Regions from separate parts of the Sus scrofa genome. Here region 1 is linked to region 2. The links are chromatin contacts, called in public HiChIP or PLAC-seq maps. All regions are on one chromosome and are shown on one strand. Each heading gives the region's core, a stretch centred on a gene start, on an enhancer-like site or on the middle of the called end of the contact. The rest is flanking DNA. Distances are from core to core; before and after follow the strand shown. Region 1 overlaps LOC102163368 (a long non-coding RNA gene). Region 2 overlaps LARP4B (la-related protein 4B).

Evidence for each region. HiChIP or PLAC-seq counts read pairs in DNA pulled down with a chosen protein or histone mark.
Region 1: an H3K27ac HiChIP or PLAC-seq map of alveolar macrophages shows a contact between it and region 2. The contact joins two enhancer-like sites. A contact is called at or near these places in 1 of 5 promoter capture datasets (fetal liver), 1 of 47 Hi-C or Micro-C datasets (embryonic fibroblasts) and 1 of 2 datasets of contacts at active chromatin or transcription factors (alveolar macrophages).

What each region holds. Positions count from the first base shown.
Region 1 is chr10:69,311,560-69,318,275 of Sscrofa11.1, reverse strand. It overlaps LOC102163368 (a long non-coding RNA gene), which reads right to left. Exons shown (of 4, transcript XR_001299417.2): 2 at 2,257-2,376; 3 at 1,455-1,570. Among named protein-coding and RNA genes, the nearest start is that of ZMYND11, 19 kb to the right of the region's middle. Within about 2 kb of position 3,520, at least 6 of the 83 cell types and tissues checked have an H3K27ac peak or open chromatin away from gene starts, as enhancers often do. A contact at or near this core is called in alveolar macrophages, where this site is marked.
Region 2 is chr10:68,627,854-68,634,848 of Sscrofa11.1, reverse strand. All of the region lies in intron 1 of LARP4B (la-related protein 4B), which reads right to left. Among named protein-coding and RNA genes, the nearest start is that of LARP4B, 9.8 kb to the right of the region's middle. Within about 2 kb of position 4,093, at least 18 of the 83 cell types and tissues checked have an H3K27ac peak or open chromatin away from gene starts, as enhancers often do. A contact at or near this core is called in alveolar macrophages, where this site is marked.

The sequences.
Region 1 (6,716 bases), core at 2,271-4,770, 680 kb before region 2:
CTGAATATAATTGGTGAGATCAACAACGCCTAGAGGACTGAAAAAAAAAGGAAGACATGCAAGAGAGGAGAAACAGTAAGGAAATCTGTTAACTCATGAAGAATTGAGGGGGTATGAAATATGCATATGTCTCACAAAATTGCTGAGCTAGCAGATATGGAAAGTCATATATAAAATAAATAATAGGAGTTCCAGTCATGGCACAGTGGTTAATGAATCCAACTAGGAACCATGAGGTTGCGGGTTTGGTCCCTGGCCTTGCTCAGTGGGTTAAGGATCTGGCGTTGCCGTGAGCTGTGGTATAGATTGCAGACACGGCTCGGATCCTGTGTTGCTGTGGCTCTGGCATAGGCCGGCAGCTGTAGCTCCAATTAGACCCCTAGCCTGGGAACCTTCACATGCCACGGGAGCGGCCCTAGAAAAGGCAAAAAGACCAAAAAAAAAATTAATTAAAAAATAAATAAAATAGGAGTTCCCATCGTGGCGCAGTGGTTAATGAATCCGACTAGGAACCATGAAGTTGTGGGTTTGGTCTCTGCCCTTGCTCAGTGGGTTAAGGATCTGTTGTTGCCGTGAGCTGTGGTGTAGGTTGCAGACGCGGCTCGGATCCCGTGTTCCTCTGGCTGTGGTGTAGGCCGGTGGCCACAGCTCCGATTGGATCCCTAGCCTGGGAACCTCCATATGCTGCAGGAGTGGCCCAAGAAATGGCAAAAAGACAAAAAATAAATAAAATAAATAAATAAATTAATTAATTAATTAATAGATTAGGCAGATTGTTTTTACTTATAATAAATATGAATAAGTCAAGATATATCAGTTCTATTATTGTGTCAGAATGATGATTAAATTATTTAATCTCAACGTAACATATTCTGTGGAATACATGTTCCTTTGAAAGATTTCTCTTTCTTTTGATCATTTAGATCATTTAGGTCTAAGAATCGTTTAAAGTTCTTGCGTCTACATCAAGTTATTGAAAGAGTCAGTGTAGAGTGTGTTACACTGCAATTAATGATCAGGCTCCTCTTAGCTGGGGGACGAGACCTATGATCTAAACATTGCGTCTGAGGAGAACAAACATTTTCTTAACTAGCTAGAGGCAAACAACTGTAAGACTATATCATCCAAATGGCAGCCATCGGCCACTAAAATCAATTTTTTTTTGGTCTTTTTGCCTTTTCTAGGGACTCACCTGTGGCATATGGAGGTTCCCCTGCTAGGGGTCGAACTGGAGCTACAGCTGCCAGTCTACACCGCAGCCACAGCAACACCAGATCTGAGCCGCATCTGTGACCTACCCCACAGCTCAGGACAACGCCGGATCCTTAACCCACTGAGTGAGGCCAGGGATCGAACCCGCAACCTCATGGTTCCTAGTCGGAATCGTTAACCACTGAGCCATGACAGGAACTCCCTAAAACTCATTTAAACTTCAGTCCACCCCTTGCACTTACCATATGTCAAGTGCTCAAAGCCACACTCGCCTGAATGGCGACCGCAACGGACAGAGCGGGGCAGAGTGTTTCCACCACAGAGTCCTCCCGGTCGTTGCTGCTCTGAGGAGAAGCCTCTGAGAAGGGAGAAGGTAGCAGATAAGCATGGAGAGGAAATGAGCTCTTGACTGTATTTCCTCATTGGGCACCTATGCCCTCCTCGTTTTTGTATCAGTTTTACCTCATTATCGAGGCAGAGATAGATGAATGTTTTTCTCTCAGAGTTTGAAAGAAGAATTACGTGCCCTGTGAGCTCAGTCAGAAAATTGAATTATGACGCCTTACTCTCAGGTGCAAGGTGTAGTCCAACAAGACTCAGATACACTTTTCAGTTATTTTTTTCTTTTATTCCATCTGCACTTGTGGCATATAGAGGTTCCCAGGCTAGTCGTGGAATCAGAGCTGCAATTGCCAGCCTACACGACAGCTGCAGCAAGGATCCAAGCCACATCCATGCCCTATGCCACAGCTTGTGGCAATGCCAGACCCTTAACCCACTGAGCGAGGCCAGGGATCGAATCTTCATCCTCACAGAGACAGTGTCAGGTTCTTAACCCATGGAGCCACAACGGGAGCTCCATTTTCAGTTATTTTAGATGACTAATTTTAAACTAACAATGAATGAAGGCATAAGGAATCTAGATTACAAGAGAAAACTATGCCCTTGACAAACTGGGGGAAGTTTAATTTAACGTTTTAGCAGTCCCTTAAATGTTTATGACCTCTTCTAGCAAAAAGCATCAATAAGATTTATGAGCCTTACAGGGTCTCTCCGTGACAGATTCAGGCCATTTTTAGCTGTCGCTATCCAGGTTCAAATAGGCACAACAATTTTGGAAAAGAAAGAAGGAAAAAAACACGTTTCGGTTGAAAACTTTAGGACCTAAAAGGAGACAAATGTATTTAAGCTAAAACACAGCCATAACAGAGATGGGAAAAAAGCACCTATTTCAGAGGAATTGATATTGAATCTTTAATGATTTTATAAAGAAGAATTTGGACTTGGGCCAGTGCTTTTCTTTTCCTACTGCTGCTAGATAAACTAAGAGTGTGTGTCTTCTTTACAAAAGTACTCAAATCAGCTTACAAAGTGAAAAAAGAAAAGAAAAGAAATTAACACTTGAATCTGGAGGGAAATCTAGAATAACCGGGTACACACAGCAAGAAAGAAATAAAAACCATACTTTCTGGACAAAAAACAAAAAGGGAAATAAGGATGAAGTTAGACCTCTAATCCTTTCTCCCTTGATGAAGAAAAATAAAAGAAAATGTAATCCTTTTAATTTCCTTTGGAAATTGGCAAGTTTCTTGTACATTAATATAATATTAATTTCCTCCATTATCTTGTCATCATCAGTATGGTACATGTTGAATGAGTATATACTCCTTTTAGCTAAAGAAAATGAATTCACCTCACTCCTCCAGGATTTCTGTGAAAATCAGCGTATAGCATTAGGTAAAACTGATTAGAGTACTTCTTTACTGGAATTGGGACTATAGGAATTTTAACTGTGCCAGCTATTAATTGTCCTCAATAACTTTTGCCTACTCCCTTTATCTAATTTGATAGAAGTGTATTGTCCTGAGAGAGATTTAATTCAGACTTATTTCTTCTTCCAGGACGTAGTTACAGATCTTTAAATATACAAACCTCAAGTTGAAGAGCAGGCCACCCTCAGAACTGCTGAAAGTATTACAAACCACACTGGAAACTACTTCCCCACAACCTAGGTCATCTCTTCCCTGGCCAGAGTGGGACTGGCGCCTCCCCCAGGTTCTCAAAACTTTTGATGCTAGAACCTTTTCACTCCAGGAACCCAACAGAAACAACACACCCTTCCCCTGCCCGTATCCCTGTTTGGCCCCAGACTTTTCAGACAATACTCATTTCTACTCAAGAGATCAGGGAAGGGAACCCTCCGGGCAAAGAAGACAAGCAAATTCTTCATGTGTGAGAATTACATTGAGCACAACAAAATTCAGAGTCAGCTGGTCTCGCTGATTACTAATCTCCCGATGGAGATTACGCAAGAAAACTACTTGGTCTAATTTTCCTGGAGATGTGCTAGGAATGGAGCAACGTAAAGGCTTGTGGACATGTCCTTCCATTCTTCTCTTCTTTCAAAAGACAGAAAGAGGAAATGAAGTAAGGAATATAGGTTTATGCTGTGAGTACTGCACCCGTGTCTCTGAGTTTTTGATAATGAAAGCTCAGCCCCATGGGAATATAGGGCGTTTGTAAGGATGAGCCACCAATTCTATAAATGTGCCACCTAAGAAACTGTTTTGTCTGCATGGCTTGCCGGGGGTATATTCATTCAAAACCAAAACAGGCATGGCTAATCCACTCTCCCAGCAACCACGCAGCAGGCTGCAGTGACTACAGGGCCATTGTCCCCTCCATCCAGGCAGAAAAATAGAGGCTGAGTATACAAGGAGGTTTTTTTAATGGTTAAAATCACAGCCCATGTAACCAAGACCCACAAGGAATCAAAAGAGGGAATTCTTTGCACTATGTGGAAACAGTGCCTTCTGAGAGAGAAAACTCCTAATATGCCATCAAACCCTGGAATACCTGGAGTGATTTTATTCCTCCATCTAGTAAATCTATACTTGAGTTCATGTTCAGAGTTAAACAGATCTGTTAACACTCTTTTTTTTTTTTTCCTTTTTTTGTCTGCCCCGAGGCACATGGAGTTCCCCAGGCAGGGATCAGATCCAAGCCAAAGTTGCAGCCTATGCCACAGCAGCAGCAATGCTGGATCCCCCAACCCACTGTGCCTGGCTGGGGCTGAAGCCCGTGTCCTGGCACCGCAGACACCACCAAGCACGTTGCGCCACAGCAGAAACTCTAGCTCTTTAGTTGTGATTACTTTCAAATGAAGGACTTGTAATTTAACTTTAGGCAATTTTATCAACATACGAGGTAAACACATTTATTTCCTACTAAAACTCATTGTTTAACTAGAATATATTTTACTGGAGAAAAGATTTCCTGTTCTCTTTGGTAAACATTGCACCTTGCGTGAAATGACTGCCAAGTCAGGAGCTGAAGGCAATCTCTGTCTCCCGGTTCAGGAGCTGGGGAAAGGGGCTTGCTGGTCCTACACAGAATCTAAGACATGCACTCTGAAACGATCACAAGCTTGCAAAAGAAATGGAGGAAAACTTCTGATTAGAAGGATGGAGTAAATAGGTAGTTGACAATCATGAGTTAACTCTAAAAGGCAGCTACTTATTTGATCTCTTCTGCAAAGGGAATAAGACAAACTTCTATTTCATGTTGCTACGTTGTCTGAACTTCAGAAAATATTCCCTGGAATAAAACAAAAACATTTATATATTTCATAACCAGTGGAGTTTTTAGTGCCAGTGCTTTCCTTGTAGAAATGACTTGGGTGAAATGCTCCCTGACTGAGGTAGGATTGTATGTGCTGGATGGAAAAAGTACTTTACCTTTCTGAAAATGGTACAAAATACAACATAAGCCTTATGTTAGATTTGATAATTCATCGGTCATGCTATTCTGACCTATTTCTAAGTAACCTAGATTCAGTTATTAGAATTATTACTTCATAGAAAAAATATTTTATTTTTAAACAAATAGAATTATGTATATTCATACAATGGATTTTAAATTTTTTTGTAATGATGTCTGCCAACGCCATTTTTTAGATGAGTGTTAAGACCAATTACTGTTCTTTTCCACCGAAAATAATTGAAATTCTGCATTTTCCAAGAAAGTAAACAAGCTCTAAAATATCTCACTGGATTTAGGAGTTCCCACTGTGGCTCAATGGGTTAAGAACCCAGTGTTGTCTCTGTGAGGATGCTTGTTCGAGCCCTGGCCTGGCTTAGTGGATTAAGGATCTAAGGTGTTGCCACAAGCTGTTTCAAATGTGACTCAGATCAGGTGTTGCCACGGCTGTGCCATAGGCCTTAGCTGCAGCTCTGATTTGACCCTGGGAACTTCCACATGCCCACAGCTGTGGCCATAAAAAGAAAAAAAAATTTCACTGCCTTTAATGATTATGTGAAATAGGGATTGTACCCTTTCTAAAACAGTATGCAAAACTATTACATAGATTTAAAACTTTGATACTTTTTAAAACATTACCAATGAATTGCCTTGGTAAAAATTAATAGAAATGGACCTCATATCTGCATATGGGTTTCACTTGGTAAGATCTCTTTAGAGCTAGATGAGGACAAGACTGCCGACACCACGGAAAGCCCTCCCTACCGTGAGCTGGGACTGGCACTTCTGCTCTCAGTGGACTCTCCTTTCGTCCATGGGAATATGGAGACTCGTCTTACCTTCCTGGGAAACAGGGTGCAAAGGAAGGATTGCGAGCAGGGCAATTGTTCTATAGAAATCATGTGGTGGGCAAATGCAGAGGAAATAGTAAAGAATGTGGAGCCAGTTAACCGTCTCACTCCTGGTCAGATTCTGTAGCTTTTGCATCTACAGCACAGTTACGAGGATTTTCTAACGTGCAGAGCCTTATAAAAATGGGAGTCGATGTGTGAGCTGTCTTAGTTACAGTAAGGAAAAGATGAACAGGAAGGTTAAATCTCATTTTACATGAAGGATGCAACATAGAAGTTTATTAATTCCCTTATTGGGCTTTATTAGGCGCTTTGTGTACTTCCGAAGAGCGAAGTCAAGAAACCTGATGAGTAGGTTGCTCTGAGCAAGGCTCTCTAGAAGCTGTATCCAAGTGGACTCTGCTCACCCAAGTGCACTGGGCACAGTGTGGAATCATGTGCCCATCTCCTTGGACACAGTAAATCTCCTTGGACAGTCACACACTCTCTCTGCACAACCCCACTTAGACAAGCCCTTCACAGAGCCCCTGCCCCAGTATCCCAGATATTGTCCTTAATTTAAATAGCTCGTGAAGAGAATGAGATTAAAAAATAACTTTTAAATTTCAGGCATGATTTACAAAATTATAAATTAACTTTCTAAATCATCTAAACAATTTATCCCTTGGAAATTTTACTAACTTCTGTAAACTTCCAATGGAAATATAAATTTAGAGCATCTTTCTGCTTTCTCATTAGTACCCTACCAGACCATGGCGTACATTGTAGGTCGACACATGGAGGGTAGAAGTTGTTGAAGTGATAAATATAGGTAGGTAAGAATTTAAAAAGCAGAGTGTTGTACAGAATCTCTTTCCTGTGTACTTCACCAAACCCTTTTAAAAAATGTTTTTA
Region 2 (6,995 bases), core at 2,844-5,343:
GAGCCCTGTCTCCTAGCCCTCAGCTCAAGCCAACAACAGCAGGCACCTGGGACTCTAACCAGCAAGGCCACTGAAATGTCACTCGTCATCCTCTCCACAAAGCCTGAGTCGCACACCCTTCCCACGCGGCGACAGCTGTGTCACATGAGTCAAGTACCGGGAGGGCAGGAAAACATCCAGCCGTCTCCTGACCACCGCACTCCTGAGAGGCAGTGCCCAACAGAGCAGAATCTCGGGAAATATGTGTTTGATCACTTCATCTCTCATGCAATAGACACATGGGAAGAAATTCCTAGTATTTAAAATACAAAGCTCAGAAAAATGAGATGATTCAAGGGAAAGCTTCCATTGCTGCTGATTCCAAATGATGTGTTAAAGCAGGAAAAAGCAGTATTTTTAGGTTAGGATATAAGTACTTTGAGTTCATTTTCATTTTATTTTAGATATCCTCTAGATTTTGTATGTGTACACGTGTGTACACACAGTTAAGTGTGTAGATGGGGTCTGAACATACAGAAGAGTGAAATACAACGTGGTGCTGACGGGAAAAACTACATTTAACTATCAAAATAACACACAGAAGACATTCCTAAGTGGCAAACACACAAAAAACTATTACTTATATTCAAAGAAGAGATCAAAGGTCCTTTTGAAAATACGCTGAAAAGTTGTAAGTCCTTTCACTAGAAAAACGGACATGTACCAGAAGTGCTAAAGACAACTCAGGTGCTCAAGGACACCCCCTCCTGCTCCCCAAGTCCACTGACGACGCCAGGCTGGGTGACGGAGAAGGCTAAGAGCAGGGGCCTGAGGTGAGGGCTGGGGGCGGCCACGTTCACCTGCGCTGAGCCCGCAACGGGCTCGTGTGCAGACAAGTGCGGGCGCTGCTGTGAGCAGCGAGCCAGACGCCAGGCCTGGAGGGAAGAATGCAGAGCTCGCCCGCTTCTCCCAAGGGGGCCTGACTGATGCTGCCCGCTTGTGTGAAAGGCTGCATTAGCTCCCATTTTCGCGCATCAAGAGACCTGGAGAGAATTTCTCCTTTTGCAAAAATCCCAAACAGCTTTCAGCGTTTGTTCTGCTGTGAAACTAGAGAGGTGGCGCTGGCCCTCCCTGTGGTGGCAGAGCGCTCCGCCCCCAAGGACACCAGGGGCCTCAGCAGCCAGCCCCACATCCAGCCACTGTGGCTGGGGACCGAGGCCTGTGCTTCGCCATTCTTCCTGGCCTCCCAAAACAAGACTTTTCCTGACATAACTGCTTCTTTGCTTAACATCGTTTTGGCTTATGGAAGGTTCCAGAGGAGTGCTCTACTTCTGGAGAGAATGGGGGGGACCTGTGCCAACCACACTGTACTCTGAAAGTAACAGCTACTGAGGCCAAGCACAGAAGCTAACCACAGTCCTCAAGCACTACATGTGACAACCTAACATGCTTCCACGTTTTCCAAAATGACAGTGCAAATTATTAACATTAAAATACAGAGTTCCCACTGTGGCTCAGCAGTAATGAATCCGACTAATATCCATTGAGGATGCAGGTTCGGATCCCTGGCCCTGATCAGTGGGTTAAGGATCCAACATTGCTGTGAGCTGTGGTGTAAGTTGCAAATGAGGCTCAGATCTGGCGTTGCTGTGGCTGTGGTGTAGGCCAGCGGCTGCAGCTCCCATTCAACCCCTAGTCTGGGAACTTCCATATGTGCGGGTGTGGCCCTAAAAGGACAAAAAAGTGAAAAAAAACAAAAAAACCTAATACCCCCTAGCATGAATTATTCCTTACAAAATGATACCACTGTTTGAAAAGAGAATTTGTTCCACAGCTATGAATTAAAAACACATACATTTGGATAATCTTTGAGTTTGATATTGCAACATAATACCTTTGTGTAACTGGACCACAACTCCGAGGCCAGTTAGGATTACAGTTCAACAGGCAATGAAACCATACAAGCTCCAAGCAAACTATCAGAGTCAACTCCAGTAATTGTGAACTACTGCTCAGGACAGTAAATGAACTTCTCTCAGTCTTGTTCTGTGGGCTACCCTGACCTCAACAATCATCACTATAAAACTACGATGAAAACTTTCTTGTTCAAGCCAGCATTTCTTCCCCCCCCCCCCCCCCGCTTTTTTTTGGTCTTTTTAGGACCACACCGGAGGCATATGAAAGTTCCCAGGCTAGGGGCTAAATCCAAGCTGTAGCTGCTGGCCTGCAACAAAGGCACAGCAACACCAGATCCAACCCACGTCTACGTCTGCAACCTACACCACAGCTCACAGCACCATTGGATCCTCTGACCCACTGGGCGAGGCCAGGGATCAAACCACACCCTCACGGATACCAGTCAGGTTCACTACTGCTAGCCACGATGGGAACTCCCACAGCCAGTGCTTCTGATGTTCAGCTGTGCTGTGTGTGGAGCCCTCAAACCTATCAGGTTACTGGACCTAAGACAACTTTATCCAAGACACCTATGCTTTCCAAGAATCGGGCACTATCTGCAATGGTCTTGGAAGCAAGAAGCTAGATAGATCTCATTATCTGCTCTTCTCTCATTGTGTGATGTCAGGCAACTGTCTCCAGGCCCCAGTAAACAGGGGTTCCCTCCCAAACAGTAAAACACGAGTTCCAAAGAACAAATGTTGGGGGGCAAGGACTTTGGGTCATCTGACTTATAAGCCAAATACACTGTTGAAGATGGGAGCTGACGGGACCCACACTCATTTCTCACGTTTTGCGGGAAAGCTGTAGGCTGCTGAGATCTCAATCATTAGACACACAGCAGGAGCAAGCAAAATGGTGCTGAGAAGGCTAAACCAAAGGCCAAGAGGGGGCCTGGTGCTCACAGCGAGTCAGAGCTCCTCGTCACGAAAAGGTGATGGGTGTGAACAGAGGCACTGATGCTTCCAAAGCCTGAAGGCAGAGCCCTGCGCCAACAGTGTGGATATTGAAGTCTGAATGCTTTGGGAAGGAAACCACTGAATTTAAAAGAATTTCGCTTAGACCATTGCTCAAAGATGAGTCTGAATATATGATACAAACTGGAAGATCTGTTAATGCCTTCCTAAATGGATTAAAGCTAGTAAGTTAAAATTAGACAAAATTTACAAAAAAAAAAAAAAAAGAGCCCTTAATTTTTCCAGAATAAATACATTAATTCAATGTTTTAAAAAGCAGTTTAGGAGTTCCCACTGTGATGCAATGGCATCGGTGGCATCTTGGGAGCCCTGGGACGCAGGCATGATTCCCCGCCAGACACAATGGGTTAAGGGTCCGATGTTCCTGCAGCTGCAGCTTAGGTCATAACTGCAGCTTGGATCTGACCCCTGGCTGGGGAACTCCATATGCCATAGGGTGGCCAAAAAAAAAAAATTTAATGACTGCTTTACGAATCTCCTTAAAACAACAACAACAACAATAAAACACTGGCTTAAAGTTCCATAGCGTACATAAAGTTAACACTTTCACAATTTCGATTTTTCTTTTGAGACGCCATTGTTAAAGTCATCAACTGAAGAGCAGCCTACTGAGTTCAAACAGTGCCGTGGAGAACTTAGCTTAGGGGAGAGGCTCAGGCAAAACCAATCTGACTAGCATGCAGGAGGACGCAGGTTTAACCCCTGGGCCTCGCTCAATGGGTTAAAGATCCAGCGTTGCTGTGGCTGTGCTGTGGGCTGGCAGCTACAGCTCTGATTTGACCGTTAGCCTGGGAACTTCCATATGCCATAGATGTGGCCTTAAAAAGACAAAAAAAGAAAAAGAAAACTTAGCTTAAAGAGGGGACCAAAGTTACTGTCCTCATTCTGCCAACAGCCAACTAGTTGTATTTCTAATTAGTTTTACTTTTATTTTTCTGGCAGTTACTTTCACAAACTAGCTATCAAATCTCTATTAATAACACAGTGTGGATCAAAACTCAAAATCTCAGAAACTGACTTCAGAGTGTCACTTCATTCACACCAAACATTACATGAATACTCAGAAAGGATCAAAGGCTTCCCTCTCATTCTTATAAGGGCAGACAGGTAACAAGGGCACTAATAAAAACAAAATACCCATGTGGCTGGACTAAGCTGATTATACGTGTAGGTAATTATTAAACACATGACACACTCATTCTTCACCGATTATCCATAAACCCACCTAACCACACCCCCGCACCAAACTGTGACCTGAAGTTCATGATCTAGCTGTCCCTTGCCCAACACAGTACTGCCGAGTACAGTAGCCTTTCCTTATCTGGGGTTTGCTTTCCATGCTTTTGCTTACGATGGTCAACTATGGTCCGAAAATACCAAACGGAAAATCCCAGACATAAGCAACTCACAAGTTTTCAACAGCGCCCCATTCTGAGCAGCGTGACTCCATCTCGCGAGGCCCCGCCCAGGAGGTGAATCATCCCTTTGTCCCACGTATCCCTCGGTTAGTCACTTAGTAGCTGGCTGGTTATCAGATCAACTGTCAGTCTGGCAGTGCTTGTGTTCAAGTGACCCTCATTTTACTCACTAATGGTCCCAAAGCACAAGAGCAGTGATGCTGGCAATTCAGATATGCCAAAGGGAAGCCTTATGAGGTGCTTCCTTTAGGTGAAAAGATAAAAAAAGTTCTTGATTTAATATGGGAAAAAGCTGTACGCTGAAGTTGCTAAGAACTACAATACGAATGAATCTTCTATCTGTGAAACACTGAAGGAAAAAGAAATTCATGATAATTTTTTTCTTTTTTAGCTTTTTAGGGCTGCACTCGCAGCATATGGAGGCTCCCCGGTTAGGGGTCCAATTGGAGCCACAGCTTCCAGACTACACCACAGCCACAGCAACTGGGGATCCAAGCCACATCTGCAACCTACACCACAGCTCACGGCAACGCCACATCCCCCACCCACTGAGCAGGGCCAAGGATCAAACGCACATCCTCACAGATACTAGTCAGATTAGTTTCCTCTGAGCCACGACGGAATGCCCCATACTAGTTTTTCTGTGGCACCTCAAACTGCAAGGGTTACAGCCACGGTGCTTAGTAAGTGATTAATTAAGATGGAAAAGGCAATTCTGTGAAATAAGGTATTTCGAGAGACCACATTCATATAACTTTTATCACAGTATACTGTTATAATTGGGGGTGGGGTTATTTTTGTTTTGGGGGGGCTTGGCTAAGTCTGTGGCTAGTGGAGGCTCCAAGCCAGGGATGGAACCCACACCACTGCAGCGACCCAAGCCACTGCAGTGATGCTGGATCCTTAATCCACCATGCCACAAGGGGACTCCTATAACCGTTACATTGTATTATTAGTTACTGTTCCCAATGTATAAGTTAAACTTTATCCTAGGTATGTATGTATAGGAAAAATAAAAGTACACATAGGGATTCGATATTATCCACAGTTGAAGCCACCCACTTCAGGTGCTGGAATGGATCCCCTGCAGAAAAGGAGGGACCACTGTAATATGACTTGTGGCAATATAGCAACTTTGGGAAAACATCTCATCTATAGCTTTTTATCTTGAGCTATAAGCTCATGATTTCAAAGAATAAAAACTGAGTTAACAGATTAAAAACCTCCAAAATGATAATCAAACACACTCAACATGCTAAACTTGAAAAGGGCAGTAAGCCAAGAGTGTCCATGCCTGAAAATTATGAAACTTCTGGTCACTTAGAATCCCAAGACACTCTTCTGTAGGAAAACATCTCATTCCTAACTGCAGCCCCGCCAGGTCACAAGAGTTTCAAGGTGCCTGAGCCTGGAGAGGCTTCTGCAGTTTTACTCTGTGGTCCTGTTCTCTGCTTCCGGCCCTCTCATGATCAGTTTAACTCTCCTGCACTGAACCCTGGAAAATAACGATTTCAGCACAAGAAAGGAAAACTCATTAACGCACACAAAGAAATGGGGAGAGCTATGAAAAACCAAGGGACAGCAGCTGCTTCACTGACTATGCCCTCAGGTCCTCACTGACCGCCCATCCCCCCACACACACACACACTTGAGGTGTGAAGAAGCAGATATGCTGATTCATAGTCACTCACGTGTGCAACGGTCTGTCGTCCAAGTGACCCGCTAAAGGGACACTGCAGACAGCACCTGTCTGACGGCCAGGACCTTACAGCGATGCCAGGGAAAGTTTTATCCAAGAGGATTTTCACACTGAGCTTCTGCACTAAATGACGACCTCCTATTGTTGGAAATTTTCTTCCCTCCTAAAAATACAAGTCAAAAGAAAATGCTTTTCTTCTAAATGCCCAGATTTTTAAGAGGCAACTGTCTCCACAGGGACGTCAAGTCTGCTTTTAAAGGCTCCTGGCAGTCCCTGACCATGGGAGGGGTGACAGGCCAGGCACAAGGGATTACGGGACAGACTAAAAGCAGCATGGCTAGGTACAGACACACAGTTAACCCTTAACAACGCAGGCTCGAACTGCATGTGTCCACTTACACATGGACTTTCCAACACACCCGCACTACGGCACCACACGATCCGAGGCTGGCCGAGTCCACGGACATAGAGCCACAGACACAGAGGACCAGCTATGAGTTAAACTCTGATTTTCAACGGCACACAGGACTGGTGCCCCAAATACTGTGCTGTTCAAGGGTCAACTGTATATGGCAAGGCAGAAATCAGACAGACGTTAAACTCCCAACAATGAAATACAGAGAAGTATGTAATCAAAAAAGAGAAGTAATGTTCAGAAAGCATAGTCTTTGAAGAACAGGTTTTCAAGGACTTGATTATTTCAGGCAAAACAATCAGAAAAGAGAATGTTTAACATGTTCAGAGACAACATTCGTGGAGGAGAGCTGTAAATCTATGTCCATTCGGTCACTATGTTTTTATCCCCATGTTTTTGAGCTCTGACAATAAAACAAAGCTTTTTGAAATGTGAAAACAAAATGTTCTCATTTTTCAGGGATGTTTCTAAAAAAGGAATCTGTTAATTAGTTTGCCTTAATAAAAGCTGAAATAAATATACTTTAAACAAGTGACAAATGCTAGCAGATT